Linked DNA regions of Mus musculus: regions 1 and 3 are each linked to region 2. The links are chromatin contacts, called in public HiCAR-type maps. All regions are on one chromosome and are shown on one strand. Each heading gives the region's core, a stretch centred on a gene start, on an enhancer-like site or on the middle of the called end of the contact. The rest is flanking DNA. Distances are from core to core; before and after follow the strand shown. Region 1 holds the start of Nckap1 (NCK-associated protein 1). Region 2 holds the start of Zfp804a (zinc finger protein 804A). Region 3 holds the start of Fam171b (family with sequence similarity 171, member B).

Region 1 (4,245 bases), core at 632-3,131, 1.5 Mb before region 2:
GGAATTAAAGTATCAAAGTTTGTTTATACTTATACTATAAAAATGTTTAGTGACTTGGCCAAATTAAAGACAGTATTTTACTCAAATACTCAAATCACTTTTAAGGTTACTCTCACTTCCTCTTCTAGAAACCATCATAACCATTTCCTCTAACCACAAAACCACAGGTCTGGTAGCTTTTAGGAACATTTGACTTGCTGGGGTTTCGCATATAGAACTTAATTTCCAAATTTCTTAAGCAGTGAAATTCAAAGGCTCTCATCACTGCAACGTATACAAGCTTAATTCTTCCAACCCCCATGAAGTTACGATCAAGGGGTGGATGTCATGGTCATGGCACAAACGCAATGGGTTCTTCCTAGCTCCAAACTGTGCTGGGTGTAGAGACAATCATTAAAGCCAAGTGAGTAACCAGAACAACACAGCTATCCCATTCCCAACGTTTACTATTATTCATTTAGAGAGTGTGCTTCAGAATTGCAGTGTCAAAAGCTAACTGTATAAACTGAATAAAACAAGTTTATACTGGAATGCTTTGATTCTAAATTTTAAAAAGAATCTTCAGGATACTCACAAGCAACCTATATCCTTTTGATATGGTCAAAAGTATATTTCACGATATATAGATAGATAGATAGATACACACACACACACACACACATATATAATTTTATAAACAAGATTATTAAAGAAAAGACACAGATACACAGAACCCCGCAAGGATGGACTGGTATAAAGTGTACCAAAAGGAAACTTTTTCTCTTTACCAAATTCAGTGAGGCTTAAAATAAATGGATTTGAGGTTGTTTCCCTCTAAGGTAAATTAATGGCAATCCTTTTCCACCTTTAGATCTACTTTTCTTCACTTCGATACAGCCTTCCACTCCCTAATCTGAAGACACTCAGATTTTCAATGGGTCCACTGTCTAGTTGCTCAAATCCTCGTACTATGTTGCGAAGGAGATAGCAACGGGAGCACACTCGGTCTTTATTTTATACAGCCATTGTACTTTAAGGAATGGTGCTTTGGTGCTAATCAGATAGGGTTGGGAAAACTAAAATGAGGAGGAGTAGGGAGTAAAGGTGGTTATTCCTGTTCTAGTGACTCACAGCCTACAAGTATTTCAGACGAAAACCGGTTCCACCCTCACTTCCCCCTCCGGTCCATCTTCAAAATGAAATTATCCCAAACGTCAACACGCTGTCGTGGGGGTGAGGGGCTTGATTCAGGGAACGAAAAATCAAGTGGCCAAGTGGGGACCAGAGGGTCGATCGCCGCATTCCCACACTCGCAAGCCAAGAACCCCGGGCCCGTTCGCCGCAGCCCGGGAAGGCCGCGCGCCCTCCTTTCCTCCCCGCAAACCAGAGCGCCGCGGCGGCCATGCGCGGCCCGGCCGGTTCCCGCCGCCGGGAGCCGGGAAATGGCTCCCGCCTGCCCGCCCCGCGGCTCACTCTAGGCCGCGGCGCATCCCGGAGGCCCCGCGCGAGCAGGCCGAGCTGGCGCCCGCGGCCTTTTCCCCCGCCGCACCCCGCCCGGCCTCGCCGGCCCGTGCGCACCTTCTTGATGTTGTAGAGGCGCGTGAGCATGCCGACGCCCCGGTCGTTGAGGATGGTGAGCTTCTCCGCCAGCTTCTGCTGACTGGGCTGCAGCACGGAGCGCGACATGGTGCGGCCGCCGCCGCCGCCACCGCCGCCGGGCGCGCTACTCCCCGGCTCGCCGCCTCCCTCAGGCCCGCCCGCCTGCCCGCCCGCGACCTCCGCCTCAGCGCGGCGCGCCCATGCCGTGCGCCCACCCGCGCCGTGACACAGCAGCCGCGGCGCTCGCTTCCGCCCGCCGCCCTTCCGCCTCCACCCGCGGCGCTCTCCGCCCCAGTACACCCCCCACTCCCGGGCCGCCTTTCCCGGCTCCTCCGCTAGGTGTGGCGGCGGCGGCGGCGGCTGAGAACGAGTCGGCTTCCCGCAGCCGGGACCGGCGCTCGGTCACCTGATCGGCCGCGCCGGCGCCCCCGCGAGGCCGCCGGGAGAACTGCGGCCGGAGCCCGGGGTCCGGAGCGCCCCGCCCCGCCTCCTCCGCTCCGGGGACCCCCAAGCCGCGGTCCTGGACTTCCCCCGAAGTTGTCCCCGCTCCCCACGCCCCAGGGCCCGCACCGCCGTGGGGACGGGGACGGTGTGTTTCGGGAGACTTTGGCCCCGAGAGGAGCCTGGCGGCTCCGAGCTTGTTTTCCTCCCACGCCTTGACAGACGCTCCAGGGAGAACGCGGCAGATGTGTGCTCCGCACGGCGGGCAGCGCCTCGCCACCTCCCGGTGCTCGCTCCCGCCTCCAGCTGGCTTCGGAGGAAGGAGGTCGGAAGTAAGGGCAGCTCGAGTTCCTTAGATTATTATGAAGGGACTTATCATGGACCAGCACCCATCCGGAGGAGACACGAATAGGCTCTGGCATGTGGTAAGCAAAATAAAAAAGCAAAATAAAAAACAAAACAAATTTTGTTCCGAGTAAGAGGGTTCGCTCCCAGCCTCCACCATAAATCCCAATCGTTTCTGGAATTCTACTTTTCCACCCCATCACCAACCAAATATTGTTTGTCATCATCTCACTCCGTGTCCACTCCTCATCACACAGGGTTTCAAACTGGAACAAATTGTGTCTCCATGTGAATGACTACAATGAAAACTTGCACTCCAGGGGACTTGGGATATTTGGGGCTTTACCTAATATAGTCTAATTGTGTATCGTATTCATGAATTTAAATCAATCAACCCACCACCTTCTATAACAAGGCATTCTGAAGTTAGTAAGAAAATGGATTCACAGGCGGACAGTGGTGTTGCACACCTTTAATCCCAGCACTTGGGAGGCAGAGACAGACAGATTTCTGAGTTCGAGGCCAGCCTGGTCTACAGAGTGAGTTCCAGGACAGCCAGGACTATACAGAGAAACCAGTATTGAAAAACCAAAAAAAAAAAAAAAAAAAAAAATGGATTCACCAAAGCAACTTTGTAGTGAAATGTAACAAATTGTTTCTAAGACATTTTAAAAAGCTACTGTAGCGCCTAGTCTTCCAGAACTCTACCAGAGAGTATACAGAATTCCTTAAGGGCTGTTTAATACTCCTGGTGAAGGCTGGGCATGGTGGCACATGCCTTTCTTCTCAGCACTTGGGAGGCAGAGGTAGGCCAGGACTATACAGAGAAACTCTGTCTCTAAAGACTTCTGACACTCAGGGGGCAGAGGTGGGCAGCCAGAGGTACACAGAAAAATCCTGTCTCAAAACAAAAAAAGTTCTAGTCCTGCCAAAAACATCTTAACATTTATCTGTCGGTGTGCAGTCTACATAGAGCTACATACCTTGAATGTATATTCTTTCTCTACCTCCACCCCCCCCTCCGTTCACGTCTCTCTCTTTTCATCTCAAAGACCATCTATTTAGCTCTATTGAGCTCTATTGAGCTATTTGTTCTGTTATTGACTAATTGAGGCATTTAACTTACTTGGTTTCTTGATAAGCTGGTAGTTAGCATTTAAGTTTACCGGAGGCTGGGGGCTGAAGTCTGAGACAATTAAGAGGACACTGAGAAGGAAACGCTGCTGTGAGGGATTGGGGACAGCCAGGTAAGAAAATGTACATGTGCTGGGTGGAACGAGCGGTGTGTGTGTCTTTAGGAAACCGGGATCATTTCTATCAAGACGGCGGACAACAGCATTTTTTAAAGATTTTATTTTATTTTATTTTATGTGTATTTTGACCTCCATGAATAAATGCACTGTGCTCAAGTCTGGTGTACCCAGAGGCCAGAATAGGCTGTCAGATGTAAAACAACTCTTACAGAACTTTTGTTTCTTTGTAGTTTGAGGTAGAAGAGGATGTTGTTTTGTTTTGTTGTCTTTTATAATGCCATCTCACTCTATAACTCAGGCTGGCCTTGAAGGCTTAGTTGTTGTTTTAGCTACTTTAATAGTGTGATTAAAATACTATAACCAAGGCAACATATGAAATAACTTATTTAATTGAGAACTCATATTCAGAGCATTAGAGTCCATGACCATTGTGAGGGATGTGGTGGCAGCAGGTAGGCAGGCCTGGTGCTGGAGCAATAACTGAGAGCTTACAACTTGATCTCCAAGTATGAAGCAGAAACCTAACTAGGCATGCCATGTGCTTTTGAAACCTCAAAGCCCATCCATACTTCTTCCAACAAGGCCACAGTTCCTAATCCTTCCCAAACAGTTCTACCAGCTGGGAATC
Region 2 (4,260 bases), core at 1,556-4,055:
GAAAATATTCTGACAGGAGAATGATTCTTGCTAGAAATTGCTGAGGGTTTTCACTGGAGTATATTTTTATAGTATGCCTGTGTGTAGGCATACACTGAGAACTCACATGCAGCCTCTATTTCTTGTCACATAAATCTTTAGATGCTTTTGCTGTCTAGATAACTTCCTAAGCCTCAACCAAGTGATGCAGAAATTAGATTAACTTGGAGTTGCAGTCACTCAGCATTATCTGAGATTTTGTGAACAAACTGAAAAATATTGACAGCATAACTATTTAGGTAAGTATGTACATATGGCTGTATATGTATATGTGTGTGCATGGTATATAAATACACGTGTCTATATTACCATACTATACACATATGCATGTACAGGTGAACATATAATGAACATGTGCATGCTTCCTCTAAAAGAACAATATGACATTTGACACAACTGCTGTCCAGTGTTCCCTGGAACAATTCAGGTAGCTGTTTCTCATTTTCTGAACTAAACATTGAGCTCTAGGCTACAAAGATATGACCATCACAACAGAAGTATTCTGTGTAAAAATTATTTGCAAACTAGCCTAGCTTACGTTATTTTGAGTTATGTACTTACAAAAATTAAATACATATGGCTCAATCTTTTATGGGTGTCTCTTTACTTTCCTAAGATATATCTTTGCTCTGCTTCATGGAACTCAGTACATTTTCCTCTCTAATAATGTTTTGAAAACTTCAAATATATAGTTGAGTCTTCAGTCCTTCTCAAGTGATGCCTGCAGAGAAAGCCTACATGCTCTGGTAAACAAACAAACAAATAATAAACAATTCTCAAGTGAAGAGAGTCAGAAATTCCTTTAACTTCCAATATTGACTATTTTTCCAGCGTAATTGTGTTCATTCTGAGTTCTACATATTTCTGGGTGACCTCCTCCCCACAGCACACAAGTTTTCTGAGTTTCTACTTCTCTTTCTCCCAAGACTTCCAGACTCCCCCAAGTGGATATCAGAGAAATTTTGTCTGCTTCTTCTAAAATAACCGACACTTCATAATGAGGTTTAATCAATACGCATCAAGTATTTTCTAATTGAAGCATGATACATGGAAAATTTCTTTTTATATAAATCTAACACTCCCCCGCTATACCCTATAATTTATAATTCACTCACATGACTGCCACCTCTTTTAGCAAGACTCCCCCATTCTATCTTCTTTGAAGAAGTGAAATCAAACTGTCAGACTCATTTAAGTACCATATTATGGGTTATGGGGAAGAGGCTGTCATTGTTACCTAAAATTCTATATATAGGGCACACATACTCGACCGTATTTTAGTCTTGGCCCACGGATAAACAAGATAAACACAGCTTGTATCGGACTGCAGTTTTCTCTGTCATAGGGGGCATCAGAATGTCTGGAATCTGCTTTAACCAATTAAGCCTTTCAAAGCAAAAGGGAAATAAAGCCTTCAGTAAATCCATTGAAGGCACCATGTCCCAGACTCCCATGCCTGGTATCGATCTTTTTAAGTGCCGACTAATGAGTCCTATGGTAGTAGCAGATCTATGGTGTGTGTATCTGTGGTGCTCCCACTCCACCACCTCAAAGGAGCTAAACTTACACAGGTCAGTGGATCACCTGGGAAGGGGTAGGGTAGAAGCAGTCCTTGCTGATGGCTGCCTTGACCCTTTAAAATCCAACCGGAATCTCTGCTGAAGACCGCAGACCGGATTCCCTACTTTCTGTGACAAGCGCAGGAGTTTGTGTGCAGCTTTTCCTTTCAGGTCGCTTCTAGGGCGAAGGCTTCTGTTTTTGTTCAGCACCTCTCTGGCATGGGAGCTCCTGGCAGCGGCTTCTTTTGCCGCAAAGCATCCTTTTCCTCTCAGCTTTGGCAATTTAGGAAGAACTGATGCTCCCAGGGGAGGTGGATGAGGGGAGAGCGCCAGGAATGGGAGCACATCCATCAGGAGTCCCTGCTTCTCCCTTCTCCCTACTTCCACTCTCGTCGCCACAAATCCCCTCCCCCAAGCTCTTAGCACATAGCATTTGTGATATGTGTAACTGGGGGGCGCGGGGGTGCGGGGTATTCCATACAAAAGATGCATCAAAGCGCAGACTCCCCTAAGCCAAACCCAGAGGCACCTGGCACCTGCCCCGATTCGCTGCAATTGGAAGCGGATGGCTTGGGTACTAAATTATTAATTTATTTATTTCCCCTGCTCCCCCGCCCGCACTCCAACCCGCAGAGCAGAAGCTGCGGTCGCGTTGCTCCCCAACCCCCCAACCTCCGCCCGCACCTCGCAGGAGTCTCGCACTTGTAACCGGCCGTCGCCTCCCGGCCCCTGGCGGTCGCGACGCACTCCCACTCGTGGCCAGGCTGGCGCGGCCGTGGGTCCCGGCGGCGGGGGAGGCGGGGGGGAGGTGGCGGGTGACAGATGTACTCCTCTGACAGCTCTCAGTATCAGCCCAGTGGCTCCCTGCCATTGGCTCAGTGCGATGGACCAGCAACGCCGCGCACTATAATAACACTCATGCCTGCCAGCGGCAGCGACTGCGAGTGCGGGCGCCCGGCGCGGGGGATGCTGCGACCGCTGCCTCTGCCGCGCGGGCGGCTCCCGCTGCCCGGCTGCGCCCTACCGCGCGGGCTCTGACCGCTCCCGCCCGGTCCCGCCCGGCCCGGCCCCCCTTGTGGCTGCATCCTCCCCAGGGGCTCCACGTCCCGGTTCCTATCTCCAGGCGAGCACTGCGCCGGAGCCTAGGCGAGCGCGGCCGGCATGCGGAGGCGGCAGGGCGCGCACCGCAGCCGGGCATAAGGAACCCGCGTGCCCGCCGCCAGCGCACAGCCGGCCGCTCGCCCTGCCGCGATCCCCAGCCCACCCTCCCGGCCCCGGCTGCGGCTGAGGGTGCGGGTGCGTGGAAGCGGCGGCTGCGGAGGAGAGGCGGCGGCTGCCCCATGGAGTGTTACTACATTGTCATCAGCTCCACGCATCTCAGCAACGGACACTTTCGCAACATCAAGGGAGTTTTCCGGGGCCCTCTCAGCAAGAACGGGAACAAAACTCTGGTAATTCATTCTCTCTCTCTCTCTCTCTCTCTCTCTCTCTCTCTCTCTCTCTCTCTCTCTCTCTCTCTTTCTATTTGTCTCTCATCTAATAGGGCATATCCGGAGGGATGAGTTGACGGATGGATTTGGGAGCTTTAGTGATGTTTGGTTTGCAAGGAATTCATTTATTTCATTTATTTATCTGATGGGCGTGGGATGAGAATCGGGTATAGAAAAGGGAAGGAATCTTAGGAAAGCTCTGCCTAAATGTTTTCCTGAGACTTCATGAAGCTCTCTGTCCACCACACTCCACAGTGCTGAAGATTATAAACCTCTTCTTTCAACAGGACCTCCTAAAAATAGAAAGGATCACTAACCCCAAGTGATCCTGTGACATCTTTCCGTTTAGGCAGCTTAAAGGTGAATGGAGGTGTGGGTGTCTGATGGAGCAGCGAGCCATGTGGCTGGTGGCTTAGGGGAAGTGGCTGGATTGGGTGAGGGTCTCCGAATGAGTTTGTTTCTTGGCTCTTGGCTCTTCGCTGAAGGACTGACAGGAAACTTCTCTTGAGAAGTTTTCTGTGTGAAGCTAAGCAGAATATTCCCATCTGCCCACTACTTGCAGCTTGTCACACTTTAGAGTTTGGGGATATGGGTGGAAGGTGATCACTGTGTCACAAGTACAGACAGTAGGAAGCATGTTAGAAAACAAAACCCACACAGCTATTCTCACTGACAAGCACAGCTTGTCCTTCAGCACCCAGCAGGAAAAGCGCTCTTGATTAGTGGAAGATGTGCTGAGCATAGAGAGAGCACGGAGTAGCTTCTACTTTCCACCCAATTCCCATCATCCACAAAGGCTCATCACATCATACGCAAAGCCTCCCTACAGAACCAACTCTCATGAGCAAGGGTGTCAGGAGAAGTAACCACTTCTCCAAAGGCAGAAAGCAGCAGCGTGGAGTTCTCTTAGTATGTGCACTGAGAGTCCAGCCCAAATCAGGTGGTAAAAGTGGAAGACTTTCTGAAGTCTGTGCCCACTGGCAGACTTTGCTCTAGATTTCTCCTAGTATTTATCTGAAAAAGATAGGTAGAGTAAGTCAAGGACACACGTAGCTCAAAGCGAATATAGTTTTCAAAGCCCCAGATTCTTTATATGTTTAAAAGTATATACGCATTAATAAATAATTCCCTATTTTTTTGAGGATGAAAAGTTCTCATTTGAAGATTTAAGT
Region 3 (4,190 bases), core at 491-2,990, 1.8 Mb after region 2:
TATGTGTAGAACTTCCCTCGTGCACTCCAAATACAAAACACTCCAGTTTGTTAAAGCCGAGGCCCTTCAGTGTAGCTTTATCCTTTAATCAGTTCCGACAGCTGATCTTGATAATGTCATAAGCCACCTAAGATCTCAATCAGGCAACTGAGACCTCCAGTCAGACATAGCCTACCTCGTCACCATCAACTTCCATCAACCATCTATCTCTGCTGACTCCAACCTTAAATACCAATTTCCCCTGTCTTTCCTCTTGTTTTTAGGATCATGCATTTTGTCACTTCTCATTTTTTGTTATTTGATTTTGTTTTATCACAAATGTCTCAAATGTGTCCATCTCTCTTCCCTGCCTTCCCTTCTCCAATCTGTCTTTCATGCTGATAGCAAAGTGACCCTCAAAAAAGAAAATTAAAAGCATGGTTGGTAGGTATCTCTCTCCCAATCAACCTCCAGAATGGTCTTTAGTGTAGATTTCTGCTTGCTTATATAGCATCCAAGGTTGCTGCATTTGCCATCTGTGAGATGCCAGAACAGTGCCTCACACAGTAAGCACAAGTGTCTGCTAGTTATTTTTAAACAGTTTAATAGTCTGCACTCACTGTAGAAAAGGATAAGTCCTCTGGTAACTGCTTTCCCAGCTTAAACTTTCCCAATACATTATGCTTTTATGCCTCTCTCTCTCTCTCTCTCTCTCTCTCTCTCTCTCTCTCTCTCACACACACACACACACACACACACACACACACACAAACGCACTTCCAGTTTTTCGACGACTTGGTATCTACTATTTCTGTGTGAATTTTTATTTTGTGCAGACTACCTTCCCCGGTGTCTTTCACAGACTTTACTTAATTTCTTTCAACTCTGTGTAAGCTCTAAATGCCTGTACTGCTTCTTCAGTTGCAACCACCACTGTGGACTATATTTTGCTTATATATTTATTGCCTTGCCCTAACAGGCAGTAAGTATTTGGAACGAAGGGATTCTATTTTACTTATTCTAAGCTCCTGATTAAAACGCACAGAGAACTCCTAGTTTATTATTTGTTAAATAAGACTTTTATTTGTTTGTTTGATTGTTTGTTTGTCTTGAGACAGGGTCTTTCTCTATAGTCCCTGGCTGTCCTAGAACTCCCTATGTAGAACAAAGTTGGTCTCAAATTACTAATACTTGCCTGCCTCTACCTCCTGAGTGCTAAAAATTAAAGGTGTGAGCCACCATATCTAGCAAGACATTAAAAAACAAAACAAATTAAAAAACCCTCCAAACACATGGAAAGTATAGGTTACAAATAGAAAAGGTGTAATTAGGAATAATTTATGATGAAGAAAGAAATTCTCATTTAAGCAGAAAAAAAAAAAAAAAAAGCCTGGAGAATATCAGTTTATCTTGTAAGTGGGCCAAGGGACAGCAGAGACTATTCCGTTAAAGGAACCTGGCTTTTGAACCACAGTTGTCTGATTGCTTTAGAAGGAAATTAATGTGCCACCTTTTTCTACCTCGGTGTCTAGTGGAAGGAATTTTATTCCACTCTACATTTTCCTGCTGCCTCGGTAAAGATTAAGGGCCAGAAACTCTTTCCTGTTAATCTCCGCCTAGCTAAACGCCTGGGCACCAGCATCACCTTGCAGAGCACTTGCTGGGTAGCCACAGGGCCCAGGCCCCCGCTCGCCCCTCCCGGCGGTCACGTGCGCGAGGATGCGAAAGCGGGCTCGCCATCCTCTTGCCGGCCCGCTCCTCCTCCTCCTGCCGAGGCTGTGCACCGCAGACGGCGCGAGGGGGAGCGAGCGAGCGGGCGCGGCCGGGTTCCGCAGCCCTGGCGCCCGCCGCCTCCCGCAGCCCCGCAATATGCCTCCGTGGCTCCCTGGCTCTTCGCCATGGCGAGGCTCTGCCGTCGCGTCCCCTGCGCCCTGCTCCTCGGCCTGGCCGCTGTGCTGCTGAAGGCGCGGCTGGTCCCCGCGGCCGCTAGAGCCGAACTCAGTCGCTCCGACCTCAGCCTCATCCAGCAGCAGCAGCAGCAGCAGCTGCAAGAGCAAAAGCAGCGGGAGGAGGCAGAGGAGGGGAGGCCGGAGGTGCCTGGGGCATCCTCTACTTTGGTGGCTCCAGGTACGTCTCGGTAGCCCAGCCCTGCTTTACTTCTTCTGTGCCAGCGATCGCATCAGGCTTCCCGGGATTCTTAGCTCCTTTCTCGTCTCCGCTTAGCCTATCTTTGCTGGTCTCAATTCCTTCGCGTCTTCCCAGGTTGCCCGTTCGGCCTTTAGCTCTTTGCTCGGGTGGGAAATCTTTCCCGCAGAGCACTGCAGTGGGCTTCAGAAGGGTCGGGGGCTGGGGGTGGGGTGGGGGTGGACGGTAAGGATGGTCAAGATGGGTGCCTGTTTCCACTATTCCACTAATCTTATTTTCCCTCTTCTTTCTACACACACACACACACACACACACACACACACACACACACACACACATACACACACACACACACACACACACACGCTCTCAAATCCCTTTAGCATTCTCTTCTCTATCCTCTCCTAGATACTGAGCAAACCGTCTTGCCATGTACACCCACACAGCGTTTGCACTGTTTCTCCCTGCCTGCTGTATTTAAATTTAGAACCGGGGAAGTGGGGGGGGGGGCGGGATCTCTATTTCTTTATATTTCTCTTCTTACCCCAGGAAAGATCCAAGGCGGCTTGCAAAAACAGGGAAAAAATGCATTTGCTACAATAAGATGAAAGAAAAAAAAATGAAACAGGAGTTTGTAGTTGAAGGAAGGGATGTGGGAGGGAGACAGGTAGCTTGGAGTGGTGTTTGGGTAGCATAACCAGCCCCTCCCCCTGAGGGGAATCTCCTTGTAGTGGAACTTAAATGAGCCATCTCTTGACTCATTCGGTAAAGGGTGATGAGATACGGGTGTAATTTATATGACCATCACAGTCCTCTATTTTCTGTTTCCCTCTCCCTCAGGTAAAGCTCTCCGAAGAGCAAAGAGCTGGGTTATCCGTTTAAATAGCTTTTACCCAGCCCACAATCCACTTAGTTACCTTTTACATTTTAAATTCTGTCTGGGCTTTGGGGGAAAAAAGGGGGGGGCTTTTTAAAAAATGAAAACAAAACACAACAACAACAACAAAACCCCACCAATTTTCTGGGTAGTGGGCTGAGGTTTCACAAACCCTAGATGAGTGAGTGTTATAACACTGATATTTTTGTTTTAAAATCTGCCTAGCAGCATTATAGAAGATGCTAAAAATGAAATTCTGTAGAGTGGAATCAGCGTCTTAGATTATCTTGCTTGCTCATCATCGGAGAGCAGTTCGGAGGCATGCCAGCTGTGATTCATGACACAGCCGGGATGATTTAATTTCTTGGAGTGCTTTGAGCATGGGATGAAATCACCAAAGTGCACAGGGGAAGGCATGCATTTCTGACACCCCCCCTACCCCCTTAAACCGATTAATAGCACTCAAAGGTGGTTACAATGGAAAGGTATGCAGTTCTTTGGTTCTTACTGGGTTTTTAGTACCCGGAAGTGTTAGTGCCGTGGAGTGCATGAGGCTTATGTTAAAGCTGGAGATTGTGTTTTCATAGCAAGAGTGATTTCTTGCATGATCAGTGTAATGGGAGTCTGGGAGAGTGTGGGTGAGTTTCATGGTTTCTGATATATTTTGTCTTACAGGAGCGAAATGGGTTTGGTTACCACGGCATTATGAGTTCTCCTGGGCATTATGAATAACTGCAATAATGTGAAACTTTTGTATTTAGGATGAAAGTGAAACTATGTCTTTTCTGTAATTTGGGAGGGATGTTTGGATGTTTGGATGATTACTTCGGAAGCCATCAGTTCCTGTTTGATTTAGGTTAATGGAGGTAAAGGATGTGCTGCCCAGCAGTTTACACTAAGGTCTGAAGAGCAGCTTGGCTGCTGTGTCTTTCTCAAACACTCTAACCCCCCACCCGGAGGCAAATGAGAACAACTGAGTAGAGTGCAGCCAGTTACTGGGATGGTGTGTTAACCAGTGATGCAGCCCAGGCACAGATGAAGTTAAGATGCGCCTTGAACTCATTGTGACCTCCAGAGTGAGGTGGTCTTACCCCAACCTTTGTTTCTTACCCACATAGACATTTCTATAAAAACCTCTGCCCCCTCTGGTTTCTATCTCCTGCAGCTCTTGCCTTGATGCCTCTCGTCC

What was found. HiCAR-type assays count read pairs that join an accessible place to other places.
Region 1: a contact with region 2 is called in a HiCAR-type map of astrocytes, with 3 times the contacts expected there. The contact joins the promoter of Nckap1 here to the promoter of Zfp804a in region 2. A contact is called at or near these places in 1 of 39 promoter capture datasets (hippocampal neurons) and 2 of 115 datasets of contacts at active chromatin or transcription factors (astrocytes and stem cell-derived neural progenitor cells).
Region 3: a HiCAR-type map of astrocytes shows a contact between it and region 2, with 4 times the contacts expected there. The contact joins the promoter of Fam171b here to the promoter of Zfp804a in region 2. A contact is called at or near these places in 1 of 39 promoter capture datasets (hippocampal neurons) and 1 of 115 datasets of contacts at active chromatin or transcription factors (astrocytes).

What each region holds. Positions count from the first base shown.
Region 1 is chr2:80,579,301-80,583,545 of GRCm38.p6, forward strand. Nckap1 (NCK-associated protein 1) reads right to left here and starts at 1,882. Exons shown (of 31, transcript NM_016965.3): 1 at 1,558-1,882. The coding sequence starts at 1,665. It also overlaps the pseudogene Gm13688.
Region 2 is chr2:82,050,853-82,055,112 of GRCm38.p6, forward strand. Zfp804a (zinc finger protein 804A) reads left to right here and starts at 2,806. Exons shown (of 4, transcript NM_175513.3): 1 at 2,806-3,049. The coding sequence starts at 2,939.
Region 3 is chr2:83,810,872-83,815,061 of GRCm38.p6, forward strand. Fam171b (family with sequence similarity 171, member B) reads left to right here and starts at 1,741. Exons shown (of 8, transcript NM_175514.3): 1 at 1,741-2,106. The coding sequence starts at 1,878.